3 separate regions of the Sus scrofa genome follow, and all the other regions are linked to region 1. The links are chromatin contacts, called in public HiChIP or PLAC-seq maps. All regions are on one chromosome and are shown on one strand. The core of a region is the stretch at or near the end of the contact, and the rest is flanking DNA. Distances in the headings are between cores, read along the strand shown. Region 1 holds the start of AFTPH (aftiphilin). Region 2 holds the start of VPS54 (vacuolar protein sorting-associated protein 54). Region 3 holds the start of PELI1 (E3 ubiquitin-protein ligase pellino homolog 1).

Region 1 (4,281 bases), core at 1,226-3,725:
CATATAAAATATAAACTATAGATCATACCAACACGATAGCGTTGAAACAGTTGTTTCCCTTAGAATTCACCATATATCTATGCCTAAAAGGTTAACCAGCTAAATGTAAGCTTAAGCAGCAATTAAATGTAACATCAAGGATGAAACTGTCTCCTTTTCCTATTCTACCAAAAAACGAAAAATGTAGCTGGTGAAAAGGAAGATTAAGTTCAAAAGTAAAGTTTTACTTTTCTTCTCCTAAAGTGAGAACTCCGAGACAGAACCGCTGCTTTTGTTTCATCTGCCCCCCCAACCCGCCCGCCCCCAGTAAAACGTTTCCACGTATGGGTTAGTCCTTCCTTCGGCCCCAATAGAAGTATTCAGTAGGAAACCAAGCTGTAACTCGCATTAACCAACAAGAGAAAAACCTAGTCATTCTCAGTACTTTCCTAATGATGAAAGGATCCCACCACTCTTCACCCTATACTCTGTTCCCTGTCCAAACAAGACGTAGCACCTGCCTAACTAGGCACTTAAAAAAAAAATGGTCCAACTTTTCCAACGCAGTCTGGGGAGGGGACGCAGACGATTTCTTGAAGAGTGCAAGAAAGGAACAGAAAAGGTCCTCTCAGGATGGGATGCATGAGTTTGGGTGCCGTCTCCTCTGCCTGTTGGAGGATTCGAAAGCCGCTTGCTTTAGAGACCCTGCGAAGCAGCAGACTCTGATCGCGGCCGGCCTCAGGCCTGGGCGAAGCAGGCAGTGTTTACACCTGTCACGAGGGAGGGGGAGGGAGAAGGAGGAAGCCGGAGCAAAGCCCCAAACTTCTCCACAAGCTCCCGGGAGGGAGCGGCCGGCGCAGAGCTCAGGGCAGGTGGAAGTGGAGGGGCAGGGCGAGCCGCCGGCAGCCGGGGACGTGGGAAGGGCTCTCACTTTCCTGGCCGATGCCCGGGATGGCGAGAAGGGGGCCGTGCGCTTCCGCGCCGCCGCCGGCGTCCCCGCACCCGCCGCGGAAAAGGACAGAGCCCGAGCCCGGAGCCCGCAGGCCCGCAGAGCCGGCACCGTCCCCGCAGCCCCCGGCTCCGCGACAGGCAGGTGCCCCCGGGCCGGGCGAGGGTCCAGCCGGCGGGCTGGGCCGGCTTCCCCATCCTCTTTCCCCCGCGCGATGGGGGAGCGGAGCGGTGGCGCTTACCTGGCTCGTCCGGGGCGGCTGCGATGGGCATGGCTCAGGGGCCCGGGGAGGAACTAGCTCCCCGGGGAAGGACCGGCTATTCCGACGCGGAGCTGGTGAAAGCGGAAGGCAGGCTGCTCACAGCCCTGTCATCGAAGCAGCGCCATGGACGCCCACCCGGAGTTTCAGCGCTGCCGCGAGACCCCCATCCCATTACCCTCCGCCCTCTTCCGCCGCCGCCGCCGCCTCCACCTCCTCCTCCGCGGAGACCCCCCGCCCACTCCACACACTCTCCCATCATGCAGCGGGGGAACCGCTGCCGCCGACACGTCACTTCCGGGCGCAGGTGGCTAGGTCGGGGCCGGGCGCTGGTGGGTACTGGGGGGTTGGGGGGAGAACACTTGGGGGGAATCAGTGTCACAGAACGCTTACCCCTGCGCAGGCGCCGTCGAGCAGAGCGCCGGCCGCCATTTTGGGTGCGGGCAAGCTGCCCTTTTCCTTGACTTCCTTGTGAGTCATCGAGGTGGGTGGGGGGAAAGACGCCCTCCTGCACTCCGCCGCTCCTAAGGCTGCGCTCCCGGCGAGGGACAGGTGCTCCTTAGCCGGCTAAAAGTCAACGTTCAGCTCAGGACCGAGTTAAGTCTCTTGCTCTGCAAGGAAAATTGCGAGGGTTTTAAAATACGGAACTTTATTTTCTTCACCAAAATCTGCTGGAGAGCACTTATCAGCTTGCCCTTTTCGCCCCGAAAAACGACTTTTTCGTTCAGAGTTCCTTCCTCTTTTTAATTTAAGCTGACAGAAAAGGAAGCTGATGTATAACAAAGAAGAGGTAAATCAAAATGAGAAGCAAGAGGAAAAGCAGCCGCCGAACTGACAAATCGTCTTTGAGACCAACAAAAACAAATAAAATTGGAGGATTTTGCTAACGGATAGAGACGGTGGTCGTTTTTCATAGATGCTGCGAGAGACTATTCGATGAAACTATAAAGAAATCAATCAACTCCCGCATTTCTTTAACAGAGGTCGTAACATTTTTCCATCATCAGTCTTGATCATTTGCATTTTTTATAACCTTTCCCTTTCATCTATAACGAATTTCTGTTAGAATTCCGGCCACTGTAAAAACAAGACTGCAAGGCTGCACAGATTATTGTTACCATCGGGAATGATGAGGCCGAGGTCCTATCCCGCAATCATGAGCCCTTCCGAAGTGCTTATTCTGCTCACTTTTGCCAAACCTACACCAGCAATTTGAATAATTTAAAACAATTCCAATACAGCAAAGCTCAGCAGTTACGCAAAGAAAACAAGGATAGAAAACACCCTCTCAGCCACAGAGAAGCGTCCACCTTCTTTGAGTGGAGGAATTATACAAATCAGGGGAAGATAGGGACAAAAGCAGTTCATCACAGTTTATCCCGCCTCTGCAATGTTCTAGACAAATTAACTTGGAGCACTGAAATAGACCTGCTTTTGTCTCTATACAACTCAATCGCTGTAAGATATACGCAGACTGCAGCACTTAAAATTAGAATACCAATTGCTTTGTGGCGGTGCTGGATTTTTTGTTATTGCTCAGTCACTAAAGCAAGAAAAATATCTATATGGCTTGTCAAATTTATTCTTATTGTATTTCGCCCCCTGCTGGCTTGGCTCATTGCAAGCTTAAAAATATAAACCTTAAATATTGTATTTATAAATATAAGCTTATAAATATATCGCTATAAATGTTTATTTTGACCAGGAAGGAAAGAAACAAAAGTGTGTGTGTGTGTGTGTGTGTGTGTGTGTACACTGGAAGTAAATTGATTTTAGAGGAACACATGCTTGTCCTAATTTGATAGCTCTACTAAACAGACATATCAGAATAAGAACATATGACAAAATCCTAAGGCAGACCCTACATCGAGAATATGTTAAAACTGAAATAATAAATTTAAACATAAAAACATTAAAAAAAACTGTGCTTTCAGAATAATATTCCCCTAATTTTATGCATAACATGATTAAAAAGTGTTTTTTTTTTTTCAGGTAACTGCAGAAGCCTATTTTATTCACTTAAGGACAACAATTCAGAAATTTATGAAGTTGAGTCATTAAGTCACTCTTTGGTCAGCAACCACCCAACTTGTAATTTGTAATCTTACACATAATTCTGAAGACAGCATTCCAATGCTTATGAAATGGTACTACAAAAAGAAAGCATCTCTGAAAGTTTTTAAGATGATGAATCTGGGGGAAAATACTTATTAAAATTCATTGCATTTGGATCCAGTGGTAGTATTGTTTTTCTTTACTTTTAAAAAATACGACCTTAACTACATTACTTAAGATTTTGTATCAAGAAAAGAAAAATTAAATCTTAGTTTTTTCTCCTGTGCAGACTTTTTACAAAGTTGTAATCATAATGTAAGCCAATTTTGTATCCTTTTTTCACTTAATATTATGTTGTAAGCATTTCATCCTGATTACTTAACATTTCATAAAACTTTGATTTTCATTGCATACATAATATTCAATGGAGCAGACATACTGTGATTTATCCATTATCCTATATGTGGGTATTTTCCACAATTACAAATAATACTGTGCTGATGTACATTTTGTGTTGTGGCTTTGTCTAATTTTATGAGTTTTTTCTGTATATAAAAATGATTTTTTTTGGTTGTGCCCATGGCAGGCGAAGTTCCTGACCCAGGGATCGAATCCACACTACAGCAGTGATCAGAGCCACAGCAGTTACAGCCTTAGCCTGCTTAACCCGCTGAGCCACCAGGGAACTCTCAGTCAATATAAAAATGATTGAGCCAAAAGGCTGTAAATGTTTTATTGGCACTTTATCTCATTTTCCAAAATCTTATACCAATTTATACCACCACCAGAAATACAGAATATCCCAATTTAACTGCCTTCTCACCAGCAGTGGATAATAATTAAAAGAAAAAAGATTGAGTTATACCTTGTGGACTAAAAGTTGAAAGAAACTTACCTCACACTGTATAAGAAATCAACAAAAAAAAGCACAAAACTCCACCTATGTGATGTTCTGGAAAAGCAATACATAGACCTGGGTCGGCTAACAAGCTCTGTTATCACTATGATTTTGTGTAAATTACTTAACCTCTCTGGAGCT
Region 2 (4,281 bases), core at 632-3,131, 430 kb after region 1:
AGGTAATGAAGATTTCTATCAGTTTTTCTGGAAATTAACACTAATAATATATGTAGATATTTGTGATTTGGCTTTTTCTAATACTGAAATGATTCAAAGTATAAGGGAACATATTAATTAAAATTTATGTACTTCTAAATTAAATTATCCAGTTAACAGCTTTTTGTTTTGTTTTGTTTTCTGCAAATCTGACCATCAGCATTTACTTTTATGTTTAGGTCCATGATTATGAATTATTTGTGGAAAAGTAAAAGTAAAATCATGCTGGATCCCTGAAAGAACTAAGTGCAATAATACACAATGTGTATTTTCTTCCTATGATATGTTATCTACAAATGGATAATGAGGAAAGCAAACCAGTCTGACTTGTTCTAGTGTCAAGGAGATTCTTTATGGCTATTCCCTAACCCAAGTGCCAACTAGAGCAACTTGGAATCTTTTTTAGAACAAGATGGGTTATAAATGCAAATATTTTTAGAAGGCCAAACCACCAGGTTTAATACAGTTTTCAAACTATTGTTGACTTCCTGATGTGGTTTCAAAATATAGGAACCTGCTAAATCCATTACTTAGTATATATAACCTATGAACTGATTTTAGACTTAAAGTGAAATTATTTTCCTCTCTGCCCTTTGACAAAATTTGGTGAGTCTTTCTTTGATATATTCATAATATAAGGTCATTTGGCTTTATGAGATCAGAGATTGAGGAGGATTTATCATTTTACAGTTAAATATAGTTCACATTGGAGGTTGATAGTCTTACTCTCCTTATTATAAAACTGTAAAGAATTGAATTTAGAAAAACATAATATAAGAATTTCCTCTCACCTATTTTTTGCTGCTTGCTTCTCTTTTGTTCTTCCTTTCCCCTCAACTTTAGCTCTTTAGTGGGTAAAATACCGTTTCACAAAGTGTTATGTTTGCAGTTTCCAGAATGACTTCTTACTAGTGAAATTTGCATCAACTTTTTTTCTCCCCAACTGTTATTTTCACTTTTGATTTGTTTAAACAGTCTTATAAATGCCTGAAATATTGATATTTTTAAGCAAAGATATGGTTTCAAAATTGAAAGAAACCTTCCTAAATTAAGACATAAGCACTCAAACGGCCCTTTCCTCTCTTTTAAAAAATATTCTAACATACTCCCTTTCTTGTGGATTTCATTTCACTGGATTAAGATTACTAGCCCTCTGAAACCGGGCTGAATTGGATTACTGTCAAGAATTACAGGGAGGTGGTATTAAAAATACACACTTCAAGTATCTCAAATAGCAGGAATGACTGATTTCAGCGCCAGAGAAGTGTGATAGGTGCCTGGGAGGAGGCCCTGGAACTAGGGGAAACTTTGGAGAAAGACTGGGTGGGGGAAGGCTTCCATAGAGAGACTATGCACTGTTTCCGGAGTCCATGGATTGTTGGGGAAGGGGTGACCTTAAACCTTTCAAAGGACATGTAATTGGGAAACTCAAAGTGAACAGCCTTTCACTTTGAAAGTGTGAAAGGAAAGGTGGAATGTTATGGAAGTATCTACTTTAATATGTGCTGGGGACTTTGAGATGTTTGGAGTCGGTTGGTCTGGGGCGTGGGCGAGGGCCACGCAGAGGGGTCGCGAACCCGTCCGGGGGAGCGGCCGGCGGCACCCGGCTGCTCCAGAGAGCACCTCGGGGTGGGGGAAGGGAAGGGTCGTGGGGAAAAGTCGAGTTCATCGTGAGTTTCTGTCTTTGCGTGGAGGCCTCTTAGAGGAGGCGCCGAGCAGTCGCGCGGGGCATTCCCTGCTCCGGGGGAACGCCAGCGGCGCCCGCGCCCAGCCCGGCCCTCTCCCAAGGCTGCGAACACTCCCCCCCGGCCTGGGCCGCGGCCCGCCCGCCCCGGCGGAGCCGCGCGGTGGATTGTGGGCTGGGGGCTGCGGCGCCCTCGCGGCGGCCTCTGGAGCAGTCTCCCCGGACCTGGCCGGGCCGCGGCAGGCCGGCGGGGTGAGGGGAGGCAGTGGAGCAGGGAGCAGAAGCTCTAGTGGTAGTGGTCGCAGCGCGGCGGCGGAGGCGGCGGTAGCGGCTCCTCTGGAGGCCGGGGATGTGGGAGAGGCGGTGGCAGCAGCGGCGGAGGCGGCGCTGCGGACCCGGGGGAAACTGCTGGCTGACAGGACACCCGGGAGAGACGTGAGGGAGCCGCCGCTGCCGCCTCTTAACCCTCGAGCGGAGCTGGGCTCGAGAGGGCGACCCTTTGCTCCCCCGGCTGACGAGCCAGCCGGCGCGGGGCGGGGGCGGGAAGCCGGGCTCGGGCCCAGCGGGGCTCCGGGCGGCGGCGGCCGCGGAGCAGCAGCCTCGGCGCGACGTGGAGGGTTGGAGGCGGCGGCAATGCACTAGGCCTCGCTCTGGGGCGGCTGCCCGGGACCCGCAGGTAGGTGTCTGACCGGCCCCACCGCCCCCCAGCATTTCGCGCGTCCCCTCCCGCCTCCCCCCAACCTCCGGTGAGAGAGGACCGAGACCCCACCCCCTCTGTCTCCTCCCCGGCCCAAGCCGGCGGAGTTTCTCGGCCACAACTGACGGGCGCCGAAGCTTCCATTCCTGCTGGCCGCCTTCTCCTCCTTTTCCTTCTCGCTCTCGCTGTGGGATCGGCCGGCAGCTGTGTTCCTCACCTCCAGCCCGCGGCCGCGACGCCGCTCTTTTCCCTTCTCAACCCCTCTCGGGGATCCGGGCTGTGGAACTTCCACCACCCCCTTTAGATGCTCCCCCCAAACTTTCCCTTTCTTTTCCCAGCTGGGCCCTTAGCCCTCTTTTGATCCAAAGGGGTAATTTAAATTGAAGGAAAAAAATCATTTGTCTTCTTGGCCAAGGCCAGCCAGAGAATAACTCGGTATATTTCACTTTGGCACTGTAGCTCACAATCATTTGTTCAATAATTAATTTTTTTCAGTTATGCTTCTTTCCATCTCTGCGTTGATACAAAGGCAGGCCTCCCCTGCCGTCCTGCCATTGACAAGGGAACTTTTGCCTGCCCATATAATTAACCACTTGGTCTGTCCTTGTGCTGAATTCGGGATGCTCTTTATAAAATTTTGGCTGACCCGGGTTTTTTCGTTTTGTTTGTGGGTTTGTTTGTGTGGGTTTTTTGTTTGTTTGTTTGTTTGTTTTTTTGAATTCCCCTTTAACTGGTTTTATTTTGGTCTTTATTGAGGCTCTCCTTACTTTCATAGAATTAACTTGGCATGTTTTTGTGTTTTGTTTTTAATCGCTTCTATTTCTGATTTGTCAAACCCCAGGGTAGTCTTAATAGTAAATGCTTGCAAGGCAAGTGATGTCATGATAGTATATTGGGAAATGTGTTATTGTGGTAACTTAAACTGTAAATTTGAATGGACATCCAGGATGACTTTTATATCTGATGGATGGTTCTAGTTGGAAAAGTGTCTTGAGAGCCTTAATGACTTCTAAGCAGTTATGATAGAACAGATGGAATGATGGGATTTGTTTGTTTGACTGTGTTTGTATAGCAGTCAAAGTCTGATTTCCTAGAAGTGGGTATTAGTATTACCTGATGGTTCATAGTGGTCATCACTGCTTAGGATAGATTTTGGTAAAGTGATCAATATGTGCAGATTTTGGGCGATTGATAGTTATGGTTTGGGGGAATAGATGTTTGTGATTTTATTGTGATTTGGCTATTTTTGAATTATGCTCTCTGTTAATTTCAGAATTATTGCACCATCAGGACAGATATTACAAGAAGATCACTTTCAAAAGAAATAAAAATTGTTTTTATGGTTTTCTTTATGATGCATTATACATTACAACAAAACTGTAAAGACTGTTCATGTGTTGTTGATGATATATTTTGTTCTTGGAGAGGTATTGTTACTCTAACCTTTTGCTTTCTGAAGTGGTTTTCATTGCTTCCAAATTAAAGTTTACTGGGAAAGATGGAAAAACTTGCAAATGTTTGTTTCCTGGCAGTTAATTTCTGGATAGGTATTAAGTTTTTATGTTAGAATCAAAATCAAATCTAACATAACTCATGAAATGGCAAACTTTGCAGAATTTGTTCTTAGTCACATTCCTTTCCTATCAATAAAAGTTGATCAAAATTCCTTTTTCCCGTTTTTAGCCTTTTTTTTTTTTTTTTTTTTTTTGGGCTGCACCCATGGCATAGGGAGGTTCCCAGGCTGGGGGGTGAATCAGAGCTGTAGCTGCCAGCCTGTGCCACAGCCACACAGAGCAACACAGGATCCGAGCCCGAGCCTCGTCTGTGACCTAACCACAGCTGGATCCCCAATCCGCTGAGT
Region 3 (4,281 bases), core at 1,224-3,723, 320 kb after region 1:
TATCCAAATTGAATTATATCAAATCCCCCCTCAAAAGCTGCTCAATGTCCTGTATTCCCTAACTCAATGAATGGCATTACTAGCTTATAATCATACACACTGAACATCTTTGAGTCATCATCCTTCTGCTTCCTTGTAGGAGATATTGTGGTTCTCCCCAGTCTCCATTCTTTTTCTAGGTAATCACCTCAATTTTGGGGGGGATATTCACACATTTCCATCACAGCTTTGGATCTAGAGTCAGGGCATATGGTTTTATCCTAAGATAACTAGCCTCATGCCATCTCTTGGCCACCATAAATCAATCCTTAAGGCTTCTGGGAAAGGAATTTTCTCTCCTTTCTAAAAGAGTTTTCAAAAACAATTCCCTCTTTCTCTTCTCTTCTGGATCTAGATGGTGAAACTTACAGCCACAAGAATTGTTGGCAACTGTAAAGCCAATACATAAGGAGGAAAAGCAATGGAACAAGAAACATGTCCTTATTGACATCACTGAGCTGATGAATCATGCAGCCCTGTAGCCCATCTTTTCATTGGACTTTCTGTTTAGGCAGGTCAATGTTGGGTTTATTGGTTAAGCCAGTTAGAGTTGGGTTTTTTGCTGCTTACAACAGAAAGCATCTTAATTGATAACTTCACCCCCAAACAAAGGTTGTTTAATCACTAGGTTCTATTAATTCTATTCCTTAAATAGTGTGATTTCCCTCAGTTCTGTCTTCTGCCACTGCTGATTCAGGCCTTTTTTTTTTTTTTTTTAATGCATAAAATGCATTTCTAAAGTGCATATCTTATCAAAATTTCATGTGCTTCCAATCTTGGCATGGCTTTCTGTTGCTTGTAGAAAAGAGCCTATATTCCTTAGCATATGGTACAAGATTCTTCATGATCTGTCTCCTTTACCTTTCACTGTCTCCTCTTGCCACTCCCTTCAATTCCACCCTACAACCAGCAATGCTGAACTCTTTGCTGAACCAAATTCTAATGCCTCTAGCACTTTGCTCTTGCTGCCTTCCACCTCACCCCCAGCCCCCCCACCCTCTGCTCTCACTCACTTCTCTTTTCTTCCTCCACCAAAGCACACAAACACACTAACTCCTAGTCATCCTCAAGTTTAAGCGTTCTTTGAAGCATTTTCTGAAACTGCCTGAGCCTGGGGTAACTGTGTGTTGAAGCACCTGGTGTACTTTCCTATTAAGGTATTATCACACTGAGTCTATTTATTTACCTGGCTCCTCTTTTGCACAGTAAGCACTTAAACAGTGTTTCTTTTACATTCCTGTATCTCTCTTTCTGAGAACTAATAAAGTACCTGAGGCGTAGTATATTCAAGAATGTTTTCTAAATGAATAATTATGTGGTCTGCAAACATAAGGATCCTTGATCTTGAAACTCTCTATCTGAAAACCTCAACTTTTCCTGTTTCTGATTTCTAAACATTGATCTTTTTTCTTCCAGAGTATGGGGTTCTAGGTGGGCAGAGAAGAAAAACAAAAGAGCTTGGACAGGCTGTCTTAAGTCCTCTAGAGATCCAATAACATGTTTGCCTTTCACCACCCTCTTCGGCCACTATTTACACCTGGGTGCCCTGTATGGGTGTAGCCCTAGCTGACCAGCCCAACAGCATACTCAGACAGTGGTTCAGACTTCTCTTATTGCTAATTGAAAGTTGCCAATGTATATACAGTAAACAATTTTCAACTTTTCACTTATCTTTTGAACTTATACTTTATGAAATTCTTATTTCTTAAAAATTCTAGGCCTTAAAATTTAAACGTTTGATTACTTTGCACCGATCAAGTAAGATATAGCGATCTTGATCCTGAGCTCTACCTTTGCTGGCCTTAAAGAAGCCAGTTAGATGTGACTTGAGCGAAGAAATTAACTATGGGAATCTGACAATGGATTTGTTCCTAGCAGTTTTATAACTTAATTGTAAAGTTATTGGAAGCAACTACGTTTCTACAAGTCTTAGGTTAAAAAAATAAACGGAAAAAACCCTTGAATTTAAGGCAGGGAGGGCTCCCTTGAGGGAAGGGAAATGGTTGTGATTCGGCATTTATGGCATAAAATTAAGCAGCAGGGAAGACCAAAATATGAAGAAGTCAGATTTCACTGAGCACTTGTGAGTGGTGAGGTTAGGAAATTGGGGGTGGAGCGAAGTAAGAAGGACCAGCTAAAAGTAGGATCCTTAACAGCACCATAACACAAGGAGGGCCTTGTTCAGCCAGCAGCCGCGCTGAACACGTTCCCTTCCTCAGTATGTCTGTGACCATAGTAACAGTGGGGCCGACCCTCTCCCTCCCGAGCATGCGCAGTGCGGAGCGAGCAGGGACTCGTCCTCAACAATGTACCCCTTTTTCTTCAGTCAGAGAACTACAACTCCCAAGAGACCGCTCGGCGCCGCGGCACCGCCTCCCTCTATGGCCCTGCCCCGTCCCCTCCCTCCGGCCCCGCCTTCCAGCTAGTCCCCTCCCCTCCCTCTGAGTGTGTGTCAGTGACCCAGAGGCGGAGTGAGGCGGAGGGACCGTCGGGGGGCGCCGCCGCTGCCGCCTCCAGCAGCAGCACTAGCCGAGCCGCGCGTTCGGGTTTGCCTCGAGCCCTCCGGGAGCGCATCACAAAGCGGGCCCCGCGGCTCTCCCTCCGCCCGCGGCTCGTCAGCGCTCAGCTCCGCGGCCAACTTCCCCTCGCCGGGCTCGGCCGGCTGGCGCGGAAGGCGGCGGCGGAACGCCGGGCTGTCTGCTCGCGCTCCCCGCGCACGCACACTTCACCCCCTCGCCCCGGGTCTCGGGGCCGTGCTGGGATTCCGGCCACCAGCAATTGTCCGGTGAGTGTGGCCGCGGCACGCCGCGGGAGGGGTCGACACGGAGCGGGCGAGGGGTGCGGGCCAGGCGGGCGCGCAACTTCCTCGGCGGCTTCCCGGGGCGGACGGCCGGGTTTAGGCGGCCAGCTTTCCCCGCCCGCCTGCGCGCCCCCGCGCCGAAGCGGAGTTTGCGGCGCCCTCATCCCGCGCCTTCGCAGGAGGAAGCGCCTTTGTCAGGAGCCGGCCCGACGCGCCCTCCCCCTCCGCCCAGGAACGGGCGCGCGGCGGCCAAGTCCGAGCCCCGCGCCCCGCGCCGGGCCACCAGCTGAGGGAGGGGAGCTTCGCGGGGGCGGGGAACGAGGTAGAATTGAAAGAGAAACAAAGGGGGGCGGAGGGCTTTTCTTTTGTTTGTACGAATCTGATAACTTCTTTTTCCTTCTTTACATAACACAGACTTCCAAGTTAGTCATTTTGTTTATTGTCATGATTATTGTCATCATCACTGCTTGTCCCTCGCGTTTCCTTTCATCTGTGGATCTCAGAGCACTTAAAAACACCAATTAGTTACACCTCCGGGGCCCCTACGAAACAAAGTTAATGCCCCGGTTTCCGTAAGTGGGTAAACTGAGGTCCGGAAGAGCTCGCTAATTGATGGATACCCTTGATCTTCCACCACGCCTGGTGTCTGAGGACCTGAAAGCATTTATGAGTAAGAACTGGTTCTTCAGTGCCCTATGGAAAAGTTGAAGATACTCATTTTACTTACAGGTTAACCGAAGTCTAAAAGAAGTCTGGGTAATTGTTAGGTAGTTGAAACAATAACTCTTCTTACACGATGTTTTGAATCTTAAAACCTCAAAGGACTCTTGAAAAATGCTACGAATGGGGAGAAAGAATACTGTACACCATAAACTCATCTCACCCATCTGCTTTTATTTTTGTACCTGCGGGTAGGCAAGACAGCAATCATGGGGGTGGGAGGGCAGAGATTTTTTTTAATGTAGGTTTAACAGATTTAGTCACAACACACAAGGAACTGTGTCTTGGTTTTAATAGCACCAACAGCCTTCCCATCGTTTAGTCATCAAATTGAGTGAGCACCTTATCCATAAGGTACTGGTTGTACAAAGAACCAGAAGCTTTAAGTGTAAGAAAAGGTCATCTATTTGTTTTGGTTCAAAGGCTGTGTACTTCTCTTATTCTACAAAATGCTATTTTGTTTGCATAGCAGCTGATCTTTTGTTTCACAACTGGCTTTGTCTTTTTCTACTTGAATATGTATTTCTTTTGTAATTGAGGAGAACCGTAAGAGGTTTTTTGTTTGCTGTTTTTTTGTTTGTTTGTTTTGCTTTTTTTTTTTAGTTTGCCTAGTAGTGTGAATGTAAATTTTTGAGTTGTGGAGAAGGTTCAGTTTCTTAAGCTCTTCTGTTTCCGTTTATGACCTTTTCTTTATAACCAACAAAATGTTTTTTCAGGGTGAT

Evidence for each region. HiChIP or PLAC-seq counts read pairs in DNA pulled down with a chosen protein or histone mark.
Region 2: a contact with region 1 is called in an H3K27ac HiChIP or PLAC-seq map of alveolar macrophages. The contact joins the promoter of VPS54 here to the promoter of AFTPH in region 1. A contact is called at or near these places in 1 of 5 promoter capture datasets (liver) and 1 of 2 datasets of contacts at active chromatin or transcription factors (alveolar macrophages).
Region 3: a contact with region 1 is called in an H3K27ac HiChIP or PLAC-seq map of alveolar macrophages. The contact joins the promoter of PELI1 here to the promoter of AFTPH in region 1. A contact is called at or near these places in 2 of 2 datasets of contacts at active chromatin or transcription factors (alveolar macrophages and skeletal muscle).

The regions. Positions count from the first base shown.
Region 1 is chr3:77,420,379-77,424,659 of Sscrofa11.1, forward strand. It overlaps AFTPH (aftiphilin), which reads right to left and starts at 2,476. Exons shown (of 10, transcript XM_021087452.1): 1 at 1,581-2,476.
Region 2 is chr3:77,854,212-77,858,492 of Sscrofa11.1, forward strand. It overlaps VPS54 (vacuolar protein sorting-associated protein 54), which reads left to right and starts at 1,882. Exons shown (of 23, transcript XR_002342640.1): 1 at 1,882-2,399.
Region 3 is chr3:77,737,987-77,742,267 of Sscrofa11.1, forward strand. PELI1 (E3 ubiquitin-protein ligase pellino homolog 1) reads left to right here and starts at 2,474. Exons shown (of 7, transcript XM_021087454.1): 1 at 2,474-2,824.